2 separate regions of the Rattus norvegicus genome follow, and region 2 is linked to region 1. The links are chromatin contacts, called in public Hi-C maps. All regions are on one chromosome and are shown on one strand. Each heading gives the region's core, a stretch centred on a gene start, on an enhancer-like site or on the middle of the called end of the contact. The rest is flanking DNA. Distances are from core to core; before and after follow the strand shown. Region 1 has its middle 19 kb from the start of Ptprf. Region 2 overlaps Cfap57 (cilia and flagella associated protein 57).

Region 1 (7,112 bases), core at 1,453-3,952:
TCTGTTCCCAACCCCACACCACGAGGCTTCACCATTAAGGCGAGAGGTGAGACCCTCCTGGCCTCTACTGCCCTGGGGTCAGGTGAGATCCTTTGTGAGGGCTCTTATCTCTGTTTAGCATCTCTCTGATTCTCCTGTGAATTTAAAATCAGATGAGAAATAAAAACAAGATCTGGGGACTCTTAAGGCTCCTGGATTCTTAGTGGTTACTTGCTGGTTGAGGGATCTGGGTTGAGGGATCAAGTTCAGGGGGAACAACTAAATCACAGCCAGCTTTTGTCTTGGCGCTGTATTCACAAGCAGTGCGAGTGCGCCCCCTGGTGCACCAAAAGGCGATGGGACTGGCTTCCGAGAATCAATTCAGCCCAGATGACAAATAGATCAAAAAACGAATACTCCTCAGGCAGCGGTTTTTCACCCACGGGTAATTTTGTTGTGCTGTGGGAGAGCTGCTGCAATTTTTATGCATCTTTAAATATATTCTGTCTGTTTTTCAGAACTCTGACTGTTTAGTTCCCCAATTTAAAAACATATAATTTTCGACCTCCTTTTCGCTGACTTCTGGAAACAGCTCTTTTCCTTGGCTTTCCTGGCCTACACTGCCCTTCATGACCACTGCTTTTCCAATTACTTTGCCGCGTCTCTGCATTTCCAGGCCTCAGTACTAACTCTCCCCCTTCTCCTGCCTCTTTCCATGGCCCTCTTGTGAGCTCCACGTCCTTGCACCAAGCACCTTCTCTATAGTGCTTCTCAGTTGTCCCTCAGAAAAATAGAATTCCCATCTCAGGTCTACCCCCATCCATCTCAGGCAATGAACTCAGTCCCTGGTCCAGGAACAATACAGATCTCCTTCCCAGGTGGTCATCGGTCCTGTAAACTTTGTGAGAGAGACAGACAGACAGAATGAGGACAGGCTGATTAATTCTGACCTTCACATTAACCCAACCAAAGCCAAACTCGCTCTTGTGCATAGTTATAGCCCCCCGCCTCTCCAGGACTTACTGGACCTGGAGAAAGTTGTCATATTTGCTAAGGACATTGGCTTCTTCCAGGAAGCCACACTAAGCCTTGGGCTGGGTTAGTGAGTTACCCCACCTAAGTCATCACCATCTCCATCTACATGTTTCCCTCATCTAAGACTGTAAGGACAGGCGAGATGTATCTGCTTCCTCCATTGCCTTATTCCAGTGGTGAGCAAGGGCGCCGACACTCAGCGAGTGCCTGGTATATATTTATTAAAGCAGTAAAGGTCGCTTTTCCCCTTCTGTTCACAAGGAGCCACCAGATGTGAGTGACCATGTGAAGAAAGTTTTCCTCACCAGGGCTCAGACAGTCACACCTCAGTCTTCAGTGGGTCTGGCGTCTATGGAAAGAGGAGCTCATCTGTCTTTTCGGCTTACCACCCTGAATGTCAGTAAGTGTGAGGTCTACTTGGTGGCCCTGGACCTCTCTCTACCCAGTTTAGTGACTGTGACACTCACAGGTAGAAGGGCAGGAGCCCCGTCCTTCCGCTACCCCATGGCTGAAGGCAGCAGACTCATTCAGAGATACATACTGCAGCCACCACGGGCATCTCAGTCTCTCAAACTATTGCTACCGGTCCCATTCCTCACCCACCTTTTGGTCCCTGTTTAGTGTAGTATATGTGAAGGTGGGCAGAAGAACCCTGGAACCACCATGTTCTGATCTCAGGATGTGTAGCACCTGGCTGCACACAAACTCAAGAGAATGAAAGCAGAGGCTTTGGGCCTGGGGCCATGTGGTGAGAGAGAAAAATCTCAGGGGGCTGGGACTAGATCGCACGTTAGGAAACAAAGCCAAGTCTCAGACCAGATTGACAAACTCTGAGCTCGGGGTCCATGTGGACCTGCCCCCACTGCCCTGCTCCTAGGCCTGGCTGGGAGGCATGTCCTTGTGCTCATATGTGAAGGCCAAGTGACGTCTCCTGGTAGCTCTGTGTCTGCTGTGTTCCAGCCCCAGGGTGCAGCGTGAGGCGAGCACCAGATGTCGGTTCCCACTCACTACTCACCCTTTGTCCAGACCCGGGGCCCACTGGATGCCCCTCAAATTCATGACGTCAGTACATCGCTTAGTTGGTTGAAATCAAATTACATTTCAGCCTGAGTCCCCACCCCGCCAGATCAGCAGGAATTCTGTTATCTCTCGTGGCTGCCTTTACCCTCTCCTTGCCGAAAGTGCAAGAATTCTGGGGCTTTGCACAGCCCCAAAGTTGGTCCATCTGCGCTCCCGAGCCTGACAGGGAGAGATTTAAACAAATACACAAACACTGACCATCACTGTAATGGGGTCTCCACTATGCACTGCCCCCTCTCCAAGGCCCCCCTTTCCCGGTCCCAGGCCCCCTTCATCACAGGCAGTTCCTTTTATAGACCCTTCCCAAAGTTGCAGCCTTTAGTCCTTGGTGTTTTGGGTTTTTGTCTTGTTTTGTTTTTCATCCACCCACAGTCGCTTTCAGGGTGGCTGTGGTAGACAATGCGGTTTACCTACCCTCCTGCATGCCTCCAATGTCAGGAAGATCTCAGAAGGCACAACTATCAGACGGCCAGTTTTCCTTCCTCGGTACAGATGGGAGAGAAAGGCCGAGCTTCTAGAACACAAAAGCCTGGCTAATGTCTTTGCTTCCTTGCCAGTGAGTCACTGTGGTGGGGCATGACACGGGAGCTAATTTCTCAATGGAACAAGCTGCTGATGACCTCACCCTAGCAGGACTCCCTAATGTCCTTATCACCAAGTGAAGCCACCCACACCTGCTCTTTCCTGCCCATCCCCACAGTTTCTAAGGGACTGGAGGTTGCTGTCCCGCAGATGCTCTGGTTCCTTCAAGGCTTCCTCTTTGCTGCGTCCTGTTCTCTGTCGTGCTCAAGGCTCTCCTGCCCTGAGTAAAAGTTCCCTCCCTCAGGCCCACACCCCCTCCACGGGAAGAGACTGAAGCATTCCTTCCATCTCCCCAGCAACCACCTTCACTCTCCCAACTCTTGCTCACTTCTGGGTCCACTGCAGATCAGGTTTGGATGATCACTAACTTCCTCTTCTGAATCACATTCTGTGTGGATAGTGTGTGTGTGTGTGTGTGTGTGTGTGTGTCTGTGTCTGTGTCTGTGTGTGTGTGTGTCTGTGTGTGTGTGTATGGTATGTGTCTGTGTGTCTGTGTGTATGTGTATGTGTGTGTATGTGTGTGTGTGTATGGTATGTGTCTGTGTGTCTGTGTGTGTGTGTGCGTGTGTGTCTGTGTGTGTATTGTATGTGTGTATCTGTGTGTGTGGTATGTGTGTGTGTGTCTGTGTCTGTGTGTATCTGTGTGTGTGTATGTGTGTGTCTGTGTGTCTGTGTCTGTGTGTATCTGTGTGTGTGGTGTGTGTCTGTGTCTGTGTCTCTGTGTGTGTGTATTGTATGTGTGTATGTGGTATGTGTGTGTGTGTATCTGTGTGTGTGTGTTTATGTGTGTATGTATGTCTGTGTGTGTCTGTGTGTGTGTCTGTGTCTGTGTCTGTGTGTGTGTGTCTGTGTGTGTGTGTATGGTATGTGTCTGTGTGTCTGTGTGTCTGTGTGTGTGTATGTATATGTGTGTGTATGTGTGTGTGTATGGTGTCTGTGTGTGTATGTGTGTGTCTGTGTGTGTGTATTGTATGTGTGTATCTGTGTGTGTGGTATGTGTGTGTGTCTGTCTGTGTGTATCTGTGTGTGTGTGTATGTGTGTGTCCATGTGTCTGTGTCTGTGTGTATCTGTGTGTGTGTGTCTGTGTGTGTGTATGTGTGTGTGTGTGTGTCTGTGTGTCTGTGTCTGTGTGTATCTGTGTGTGTGGTGTGTGTCTGTGTCTGTGTCTGTGTCTCTGTGTGTGTGTATTGTATGTGTGTATGTGGTATGTGTGTGTGTGTATCTGTGTGTGTGTGTGTGGTATGTGTGTGTGTGTGTGTCTGTGTCTGTGTCTCTGTGTGTGTATATTGTATATGTGGCTGGGAATGCAGATGAGTGTGTGGAAACCAGAGGGCAACCTCGAGTGTCTGTCCTTGCTTTGTTGGTGACAGCGTCTCTTGTTGTTCACCACTTTGCCTCATTAGCTGTGTTATAAACTTTTGGGGATTCTCCTGCCTCCGCCTCTCATCTCACCAGTGTGGCATCTGGCATTATATGGGTTCCCCAGTCCCTGTAATGATATCCATCGGCTGTGCCTCCATGTTGTGTCTGACCTGGTGGACTTCCCAGCACCTTTGGCTGCTTCGTGCTCCACGTTGAGTTACATCTATGCCCGCTACACAGTTCTTTGTCCTTGCTGTCGCAACGTCCATCTCTTATAAGAAGTGTGAATCGATCTCTGCCTCTCTCCCTCCCCTCCCCCTCTCCCTCCTTGTCCCCCCTCCCCTTCTCCCTCTCCTCATCTCTGTCTCCCCCCTTCATCTTTCCGACTTTTCCTGGGTTTCATGTTGCCCACAAACTCTCTGTACAGCTGAGGATAACCTGCAACTTCGGATCCTTCTGCTCCTACCTCCAGAGTGCTAGGGTTACAGACCAGTGCCACAAGGAGCAGTGTATGTGGTTTGGGAGCTCAGACTCCAAGTTTCATTCATCCTGTCTGAGCACTCCATCATCTGAGCTGCAAACCCCCTCTTCTTAGTGCACACACTGGTCCTTGTCCTCGTCCCTTCTGCACCTCACTGTCACATCAGGCTCCTCTGCTAGTGACCACCCCCACCCACCATCCCCACTGATGCAGTACCTCTCTCCTTCCTTCCTCCCTTCCTTCCTCCCTTCCTTCCTTCCTTCCTCCCTTCCTCCCTTCCTTCCTTCCTTCTCCTCCATGGCCAACTTATGTCCCAAACCCTAACGCTTCATGACACTCTTGTCAGTCTTCCAAGCTCCTTTGCCTCCCGCCTTTTTCTCATCATGTCCGGATAGCAAAAGCCCAGCTCTGAATGAGTCCTCCTGCCTTCTCCTGTCTGCACTGGAGCAACCAAGCGACACTGACACTCATTTTGTTCTGTGTTTGAAAGAATGAACTAGAGGAATAAGTGCATGCAGCAGAGAGAGGCCAGAGATTCTCAGGAGGCGGGAATCCCAGAGATGTGCACAGGGGACCACACCCATGCCCAGGAGGACATACAGGGTCAGCTTCCCCATGGGACAACAAGCACTACCCTGAAGGTTTCTATTCACTGGGGAGCCTGGCCTTTTGTGGAAAGTGGGGTGGGACCTGAGAGTTCCAGGCGACACAGGTGAAGGGGTTCAGAAGCCAAGAGGGGCCCCTTGAAGCTGCACAGTAACTTTATGCTGGATGCTCAAGTTCTCAGGGACTCCCCATCCACTGCCATCCTACCCTCCACCCCCAAGACGCAGCGGGCACCGGGCACCGAGCAGCTGGCTGAGGGAGCCTGACATTTAAAGAGCTGCTGACCGAGGTCTGAGTAACACCCACAGCACAGATCACTTCCCCTCGCTAATGCTTTACTTTCCTCTTTGTGAAAGGGGATAAAACAGCAGAATTGGAAGCAGGACACAAAATCGTGTTTGTAAAGCACTTAATCAGAGCACACCCTAGGTTCTAGAGCTTAGAAGCTATTTGATGGTTTTAGAATTAGCATAATCAAGCTTCTAATAGCATCGGCTTGGAGAAGCATTTTACAAGCTCATTTTGCCAGGTCTCCTCTACTGGATAACCCTGACTACTCTCCAAGGAAAGCCCAGCTTTCACCCCCCCAACGGCCTCCTTTGGCACATGCCCTACCCTTGTCTAACCCTACTTTTCCTTCCTTGTGCTTTAAACTCTCAGACCCCTTCAGACAAGCTTCCCTCCAGTTCCTGTCTAACCAAGGAAGCAGCAGCCTTCCCAGCGGAGGCTGCCATTCCACAATCACGGAGCAGAGGCTGGGCAGTGCCTTCCCGCTCTAAAAGCCACTCCCCGATCATTATTCCTGCAGCCTCAAGGAAAAGCCCTGCTCACTTCAGGCTCCTGCCATCTGACTCACACAATCCCTTCATTCAACCAAGATTTATAGAGTTTCAGAGTCTCTCTCTCTCTCTCTCTCTATATATATATATATATATATATATATATATATATATATATATATCCCCTCCCTCCCTCCCTCTTTTTTTCAGAAGGGCTTTAGGTACACTGGCCCGGTGGCAGCATCTGTAATTTCAGCCCTCGGAAACGGGGCAAGATGATCATGAGTTTGAAGCCAACTGGTTACATACTGAGACCCCACCTCAAACAAGTAAGCCAACAAATGAGCTGGGTCAAAATGCGGGCTCCGGTGAGGGTCTTGAGGAGGGTAAAGGTGATGTGGAAGGGCAGGAGGGAGCTGCCAGGGCTCAGGGAAGGGGGATCGGACATCAGAATCCAGGTGCTGACTGACTTCAAGAGAGGTGATCCCTGCCAAAAAGGTTTGACTCATGATTTGAGTATGTTCATTATAAATTATACTTTAAATTTCATATAGGGGCGGCTGAGACAGTAAAAGCACTTGCCATGTTAATCTGTTGACCTGAGTACAAGAGAACGGATTCCCCAAAGGTGACCTCTGACCTCCGGATGTGTGAAGTGGCACACGTCTATACCCCACTCACAGAGAAAGCTCATATAGGTTACCTCTCTCCAGTATAGGTGAGTTTTAGCTAACCTAAACAGGGAAGTAGAACTCTTTCTTTTAAGTACTTATGGACTTAATTTATATAAAACAGGAGCAACGTATAATTCGGATGTTATCTTTGCTGCTTCACATGGCACTTGTGAAAAGTCCAAGCCACTCAGAAGGAAGACTAGAAAATAGTGTCGCGCACGCTACCGAGGGTGGGGACTTTTTAAAAAGTTCAAAAGTTAGACAAGCCATATCTTCTTAGTGCGCTCATCACTGAAGAAGATCCAGTCTGCTGTCCTGCTTGAGCTGCAAGGTCAGGAACTCGTTCACCATGGTATAAATAGCCTAAGCCAGGCTGGGAGATGGATGGCTGGGTGGTTAGAGGACCGGCTGCTCTTCCAGAGGACATGGGTTCAATTCCCAGCACCCACATGGCAGCTCACAACGGTCTGAAACTCCAGTTCCAGGAGACCTGACACCCTCACGCAGACATACATGGAGACGAAACACCAATG
Region 2 (7,112 bases), core at 1,777-4,276, 260 kb after region 1:
GTGGATCTGGGGGTCGAGGAAGGAGGGGAAACTGCAGTCAGGATATAATAAAGTGAGATATGGTCCCTGCTCTTGGGGACTTTACAGTTCAGTTGGGGTAGGAACACATTTGTGCTGCTCTGGCTTGCTGATGTGGAGGACACAGGCACACAGAAAGACAATCTTGTCTGAAGGACAGATGGACTCTTAGGAGTTGACCCCAGGGCTGAGGCTTAAAGGACTTAGCAAAGAAGAGAGACAAGAACGTCCTGGGTCATGGAACAGCAGGACACGGGGACACAAGTAGGACATGGCCAATATGGGGTGAGTTTCTTTCTTTTTTTTTTTTTTCTATTTTCCTGCACCTCAAATCTCTGCCTTCCACTTCACACTTAGCACGAGGGTCCTCCTCAGATATCGCCAGGGAGGAGTCCCTGTCCCTGTAGGTATGGAGCAATTGGCCACTTTGTTCTCAGGGCCCATAGCCTCAGGGTTCAGCCTGTTTTATACATGTCCGCAACTAAATCAACTCAGCATAGTTAAATGGAGCTGCTGAATCAGTGGTTCTGGTGCAAGTTCCGAAACTATTTCTTCTTTGTATGAGAGACAGACAGAGAGAGAGAGAGAGAGAGAGAGAGAGAGAGAGAGAGAGAGAGAGAGAGAATGTATTAGATGTGCATGTGCACGTCTATGTGGGCATGGTGGCTAGAGGGGGACATCAGGTGTCCTGCTGAGACACAGTCTCTCACTGGGCCTAGAGCTCTCTGCCTACAGCTCTCCCACCTCTTCTGCCCACAGCACTGAGGTTGCAGGCACACACAGTCACGGCAGCTGTGTATGTGGGAGCAGGGCGTCTTCACACTTGTGCAACAAGTGCTTCACCTACTGAGCCATTTCCCCAGCCCAAGTCTCTGTTTTCCTAAGTGGCAGTGCCTGTCTCCATGCTCTGTCTATTGGACGGTGCGGTTTAGGACCACATGGGGGCACTGCTGGGTGGGGGTGTCGGGCCAGAGCTTGGAGGACAAGTCCTCAGCTGTGAGGAAGCACCTGGGGAGCCCTGGAGAGAGCAGGGCCTGCTAGAGAGAACCCAGAGACCCCCTCCTCAGAGACTCTCAGTTTAAGCGCAGACCTAGACCTTTAGAGTTTCAGCAGGCCACTACATCTCAACACTGCACACTTTAAAGATCCCCTCCATGTTGGAAGCAGTTCCCTGCCAGTCCCCATTCTCCAGGCCAGGCCCCATGCCTGTTTTTCTGAGCTGGAGGGTTTTCTCCATCTAATGCCTTACTTTTTTAGGCCCTGATGACAGTCATTCATCTTCCTTTCCAGGTGCTGTAGTAAAATTCCCTGCCCGCCTCCCCTGGGTCTTTTCCAGGCCGGCTTTATACCATAGTGCGACTGCTTCAATACAGTTCTTTAATTGGACACTAAGACCTAGGGCATCGCGCTGCATGGGAGGTGCTCAGTAAATATTTGTGGGCTGGATAAGCAGGTGAAGAACGTGGTGGGCACAGAGACCGAGGAGAGGGTCTTTTGAGAGCCACAAAGAACTGGGCATACTTACGGGCCTGGGGGCTTGCTGGGGGTGGGGGCGCTTTTTTTTTAACCTCTCTTAGCTGGCTTTGTTTAGCTTCACTTTTGCCTCATTCAATAAAAGTAGAACACTGGGACAGAGACTAGAGGCTATGGGTGCCCTGTCTAGTCCTCTCAGGTTCCTCTCCTAGGCACATCCAACCATTGTGTCACTGAGTCCCATCAGTTTTGTGTTTCGGCTGTCTGGCAGCCCCTTTCCTCTAGTGGAATGACTCCGGGCAGAGTCCTAGGTTCTCCCTACCCCTCGGCAGCCCACGACCCTGTGACTGAGATTTCAGGCTCCTGGTACCCTGTGGTGTGAGTCCCTGTCTTTGACCCCACTGCCAGTTTTTTGACACCTCCATGATGAGCCCCTCTTTATTCCCCCTTATTATTTTATTTTATGTGTATGGGTGTTTTGCCTGAATACATCTGTGTATCATGGGCATGCTTGGTGCCCGAGGAAGCAGGAACAGGACATTGGATCCCCCGGAACTAGACTTACAGATAGTCGTGAGCTGTGGGTGCTGGGAATTGAACCTGAGTCCTTTGGAAGAGCAGCAAATCCTGTAAGCCACAGAACCGTCTCTCCAGTTCCATGGGACGCCATCTTAATGGAGTGAAACTGAGGCCAGAAATCAAATGGAGCCCAGAACCCTGCACCTGCTCTTGCTCCTTCATTGGCCCTTTACCTCCAATGCCTCCGTTCCTGATAGTTATCTGTGAGCTGACGCTAAAGATGGAAGTCTGTCTTGGCTGTAGTCTCTGGTGTCATTTGAGTCAGAAGCAGAACCTAACCCAGTGAGAGGCAGAGACGACGACGACGGAGGGTGGAGAAGGCTATCTCAGCCAGGAGTCCCGAGGGAGCAAACTGAAAGGAAGGCACCACTGCTGTGCTGATAAAAATGACGCTAAGAATAACCGAGAGGCTCGGCAGCCTCCACACGCTCGGTGTGCGCGCATCACCTCCTTCAGCAGCCTCATGGGGAAAGTTTCTCAGATTCCTGTGGCTGTGAGGACGTTGAGAAAGTGACTAATGGGAGTTTGAGTATGGCTGTGTCCGCCTCCAGACTGGTGCCTTGTTCCTACTTGTCTACTCTCCTCTTTACGTCAGTCTTATTCCAGTGGTTCAGACAGAAGGATGGCCAAAGATACGCCCACAAAGACACAATGAGTTCCCTAAAAATGTTTTCTAGGGGAGCCTAGGTTCTGAGGAACCCAAAGGTCAGAGTGATGTCAACTGCGTGTGACTTTGTAAATTAAATAAATAAAAAAAAAAAGATAGTGAGCTCAACAACTTTCAAGTTTGGAAAATCCCAGAGCAGTCTGCAGACACTGAGGTGTTCATGCGGAGGCTTTGAAACAAGGTAACCAACCAGGGCCGCCTTAGGCCTTTGGAACAGAGAAGTGAAGTCTTGGCTGAACTTTCTGATAGTGATGTCAGGGAAGGGAAGGAAAGGGAAGGGAATGCCCATAGCTCCCCCTACTGGTTTCTCTGAGTCAAAGCCTTTAAGAACCTGATCTGGCCAAGGATGAGGGTTGTGATCTAGGGAGCCTCACATCTGTTAGCAGGATCATCTACCTGTACGGAAAAGCCTGCTGGTTATCTTGCTTCCTTTTCCCACCACACTCCCGTGCCTGACATGGCATCTCAATTCGTCGTTTCTACTCTGATATGCCTTTGGCGTTGTCACATTCCTCTCTCCAAGATCTTTTATTTACCCCTAACCTGACAGGTTTTCCTGTCTCACCTGCTTCTTTGCTCACCAGACTGAATTCTCTGCTAATGGGGTCCATCTTTATGAGACAGTGACAGCTGTGCCCGAGAAGCACTCTGCTCTACACTCAGGATGAACCGCGACCCAAGGCTGCTCCAGCCAGCTCTTGCTGCCTCAGATGCTCTGCAGTAAACTGAGGTCTGTGGGTTCAGGAGCCCCCCACATTCTACGCTTTTTATCAAGCTTTTGCCTCTGCCTAGAAGCAGGGCTCTTCTCCCAGCTGGCCCTCAGCTACCCTCTAGCCACCCTGGGGCCAGACTCCAATGACCCTCACTCCTTTAAGACTTCTAGGAGCATGTTTCCCTCCTCGGGCCCACACCACTGGATAGACATAATGGTGGGCGTCCCTCAGGAGTTCTCTGAGGGTGGCGATACTTTGTATCGATCTTGGAATCCTCTGTGGCGGAGACACAGCTTGTTGTGTAAAAAGACCGTGGAAAATGTGTAGGGAAGGAATAAAGTGTGTATTCTAGGTGTTTGGATTGCACAGCGACTTGGATTTCCATATTTGTATAAGCTGGGGAATGGTGTGGAGAGGCCCTGAGCTCCTATCTGGATATACAAATGAGATGGTGGCCTCATTCTTTTTCCTCAGTTGTTTTCCAGTGAGTTGCTCAGCCGCCAAGCCTGCCCTGGCTTTCCTTAGCCCATATGGGATAAAGTGTTGAGGACCTGGGTGTGTGCATCTGGAGTCAGTAGCGTTCCTCTTTCCCACCCCAGGCCACAGGCCTCCCTGGCCATGAATGATGGACTTTTAGACCCATTTATTTCCACAGTAGCTCTCGACTGATTCCTTTGCTGGGGTAAAGGAAGAGAAATGGCAGTTTTTGAGCCCCAATTCTGTACCAGGACAGTGGCTGCTGTTTGTCTTGGCCAAGCATTGTACCAGTCCCTGGGGCTGGTGTCATTTGTCCCATATTACAGATAAACAGAGCAGTTTCTGGAGGCCCCCAGTCTCCTGGCCAAAGAGCGGCAAAGTGCTGTTGCCTTGGTCTGCACGGACACTGTGTCTGCTCACTTCCCACATCCTGGGTGAGAATACAGCCCCTAGATGGGCTTTGCATGCATAGACCACGCAGCCTCCTGTGACTCTGGCCTGGCCCTCTTGCCTAACCTCAAGATCAAAGAAAACAGTCTTGGCACCTGGAACAGTAGTTCTTTAAAAGAGAACATTCTTTTTAAAGTGTCTTCTGAGCTGGCCATGTGGCTCAGTGATAGAATGTTTACCTGATGTGCGCAGAATTCCTGGATTCAATCTAGCCCTTGGGAACTTTTTGCAAGCCAGTCTTACCTAGAGCCCCTGATGTAATCAGTAAGAAGTCTTTGTGTGCACGTGGGATGGTGCTGGTGGGACCCAGAGCCGTACCCCCAGGTTCCCTTCTTGTTTTCAGATGGTGTCTGGGTCACTTTTCTAGATCCACAGAAGTCACAGCACACAGGTTTCCTTCCTCCTTCCTTTCCTCCCTCCTTCTCTCCCTCCTTTCCTTCCTCTCTTCCTTTCTTTTCAAGGCAGTTTCTTTGCCTTTTGGACTAGTTCTGTAGAACACGCTGGCCTCAAATCTAGAGATCCACCTGCTTCTGCCTCCAGGGTGCTGGGTTTAAAGGTGTACATCACCACGTCCTACTAACACACAGGTTTTAATACTGTTTAAGACAGAAGACTTTCTGCGATCTACCTCACAGGAGCATTGGTTGAATCTGTTCTTCTGCCCCCTCCTACCCAGCATTCTCCAGGAAATGGGGGAGGGAAAGAAATATGGCGTCTGCCCTAGTACCCTCATGCAGGTATCTGCACTTTGCAGCAAACCTCCGGTCTTCTCTTCCTTCTTTCCTGGAACTGACTTTTGCTTTGGACTTCTACTTGTTGTGGAGAGAGGGACCAGCCCCCAGAAGTCCTCAGGCTTATGTGCTGAGGTCCTCCACTTGGCAGTGAGACAAGGTGACAAATACTGCTGTCACCCTGGCCTAGCTTCCTGTGCTTGAAGCCCATGTTTTAGATAGCCCTGGCTCTTAGCAGGGCTGTGTGTGGTTGCTGGTACCAAGGGACCGACCAGTCACATCTGCTCCTCTTTCCCGGTCTCTGAATATTTTTATGGTCTAGAATAGAAGTGATCTGAATGGATAGTGGGAAGGGGTGCTGGTTTTAAAATGGGAAAGAGACCAGCTGTGCCTTGGTGTGGCCAGGATTTGCTGTGTTCTCTGCCCAACTGCGTGTAACTCTACAACCTAGTATCTGGTTTCAATCCAAACTGCACCCTGTTCCCATCCCAGTATTTCAATTAGGACGTTAAAGAAATGTAACCATAAAACTATGTGCCCCATGCGATTCTGATGTTCTCTTTTGATATAAATTCTTATCAGTTGCCTCAGATGATACTGACACCCAAACGGAAATCTGGCAGAAACATCTCGATGGGCAGTCCCAGTAAAGTGCATGGGTGGGGTGGCAGGAATGGGGCCAGGCTCTCTGAACTGTCTGTTGAGGGATCCTGGGACCTGGGTGTGTGGAGCTCATTAAGTCCCAGGGTTGCCAACACTGTGGGTGTGGTTCAATCTGGACCAAGAGATAAGGGTAAGACCTGAGGCACCAGAAAGGAAGATGAGGCAGGTGGAGGCTGGCCAGGCACATCCCAATAGGCAGGAAGATAAAAGGCAGCAAAGCTGGGCGGTGAAACGGGAGTTGGAGACAGGAGAGAAGGGAGCAAAGGAGTCAGGAGAACTGGGTCTGGATGCATCATGGGTAACGGAGAAGAGCAAGGCAGCACAGTAGCTTGTCAGGGATAGGAACGGGGTGGCAAAAGGAATAGGGTTACCAGTGGGTGTGACCCCTTGGTGGGGCCTGGGCCATGGTAAAAGCCAGGATGAACTCTGGGAGATCAGAGAGGAGGAGCTGTGAGAAAGCTGTGGGTCCCTGGCTGTCTGGGGAGCCTAGAGAACGGGTGGTCTCAGGCGGCGAAGGGACGCACCCGTTACCTGCATGATGCGGACGTAGTCGGCGCGGTGCAGCTCGCCTTCCTTGACCACTTTCTTCTTGAGTGTGGCAAGGTTCCTCTCCAGGTGTTCCCGCTGGCGGGCGTACTCCTGTTGCAGGTCCGAGTTCAACCCCGCAATCTCCACCTGGTGTATTACATGGCGAGACATTCAGCCGAGGAGGGGAGATGCGAAGCCTAGCACAGGGCAGTGTGGGAGGGCAAGGGCAGGGCAGGGCAGGGCAGGCACTCAGAGCTCACCATGTCTGCCCGCTGCACATACTTCTCAAAGAGAGCACGGATCTTCTCCTTCAGCTGCCGGGGTTCCTGGATGTACGACACGCAGTTGTGAAGGTCTGTCTTAAACCGCCGGACCAGCGCTTCCAGGTCCCTTTCCTGTAATCAGACATTTACTCTTGTGCCATGGGGAGGGGCAGGTGCTTCAGTCAGGGGCTAAGGAGAGGGTCCAGCGTGTCCTCATCTGGGATTGACACCTGACTGTTGGGGCCCACCCTGGGCATAGAAACCTAGGTTGGCAGCCAGCCCAGAGACAGCAGTTCTGGAACACTTGAGCACCTGCCTGGACTGGGTACCCTGCCTGGACAGCTGCCGAGAGAGAGGGCTCGAGACCACACACATGGCATCCCTATTGCTCCGTCTGGATTCCTTTAACGGCCCCAGGCTTCTAAAATGGAACTCGTGTGGCCACACTTTCCTTCAGTGCCAAGAAAAATACATCATTCTGTCTCACAGATCCTTACCTAGGGCTGCCCCATGGCCCTTAGGACCTCACGAGTGATTGTTCCCTGACAGT

Evidence for each region. A called contact is a pair of places that touch in the nucleus more often than the background predicts.
Region 2: a contact with region 1 is called in a Hi-C map of Schwann cells, with 9 times the contacts expected there. The contact joins two enhancer-like sites. A contact is called at or near these places in 4 of 12 Hi-C or Micro-C datasets (the A7r5 cell line, Schwann cells, kidney and 1 more).

The regions. Positions count from the first base shown.
Region 1 is chr5:137,110,874-137,117,985 of GRCr8, forward strand. No RefSeq gene overlaps it. Among named protein-coding and RNA genes, the nearest start is that of Ptprf, 19 kb to the left of the region's middle. Within about 2 kb of position 2,703, at least 7 of the 93 cell types and tissues checked have an H3K27ac peak or open chromatin away from gene starts, as enhancers often do. A contact at or near this core is called in Schwann cells, where this site is marked.
Region 2 is chr5:137,369,820-137,376,931 of GRCr8, forward strand. Cfap57 (cilia and flagella associated protein 57) reads right to left here. Exons shown (of 21, transcript XM_039111195.1): 18 at 6,560-6,694; 19 at 6,303-6,446. Among named protein-coding and RNA genes, the nearest start is that of Tmem125, 25 kb to the left of the region's middle. Within about 2 kb of position 3,027, at least 14 of the 93 cell types and tissues checked have an H3K27ac peak or open chromatin away from gene starts, as enhancers often do. A contact at or near this core is called in Schwann cells, where this site is marked.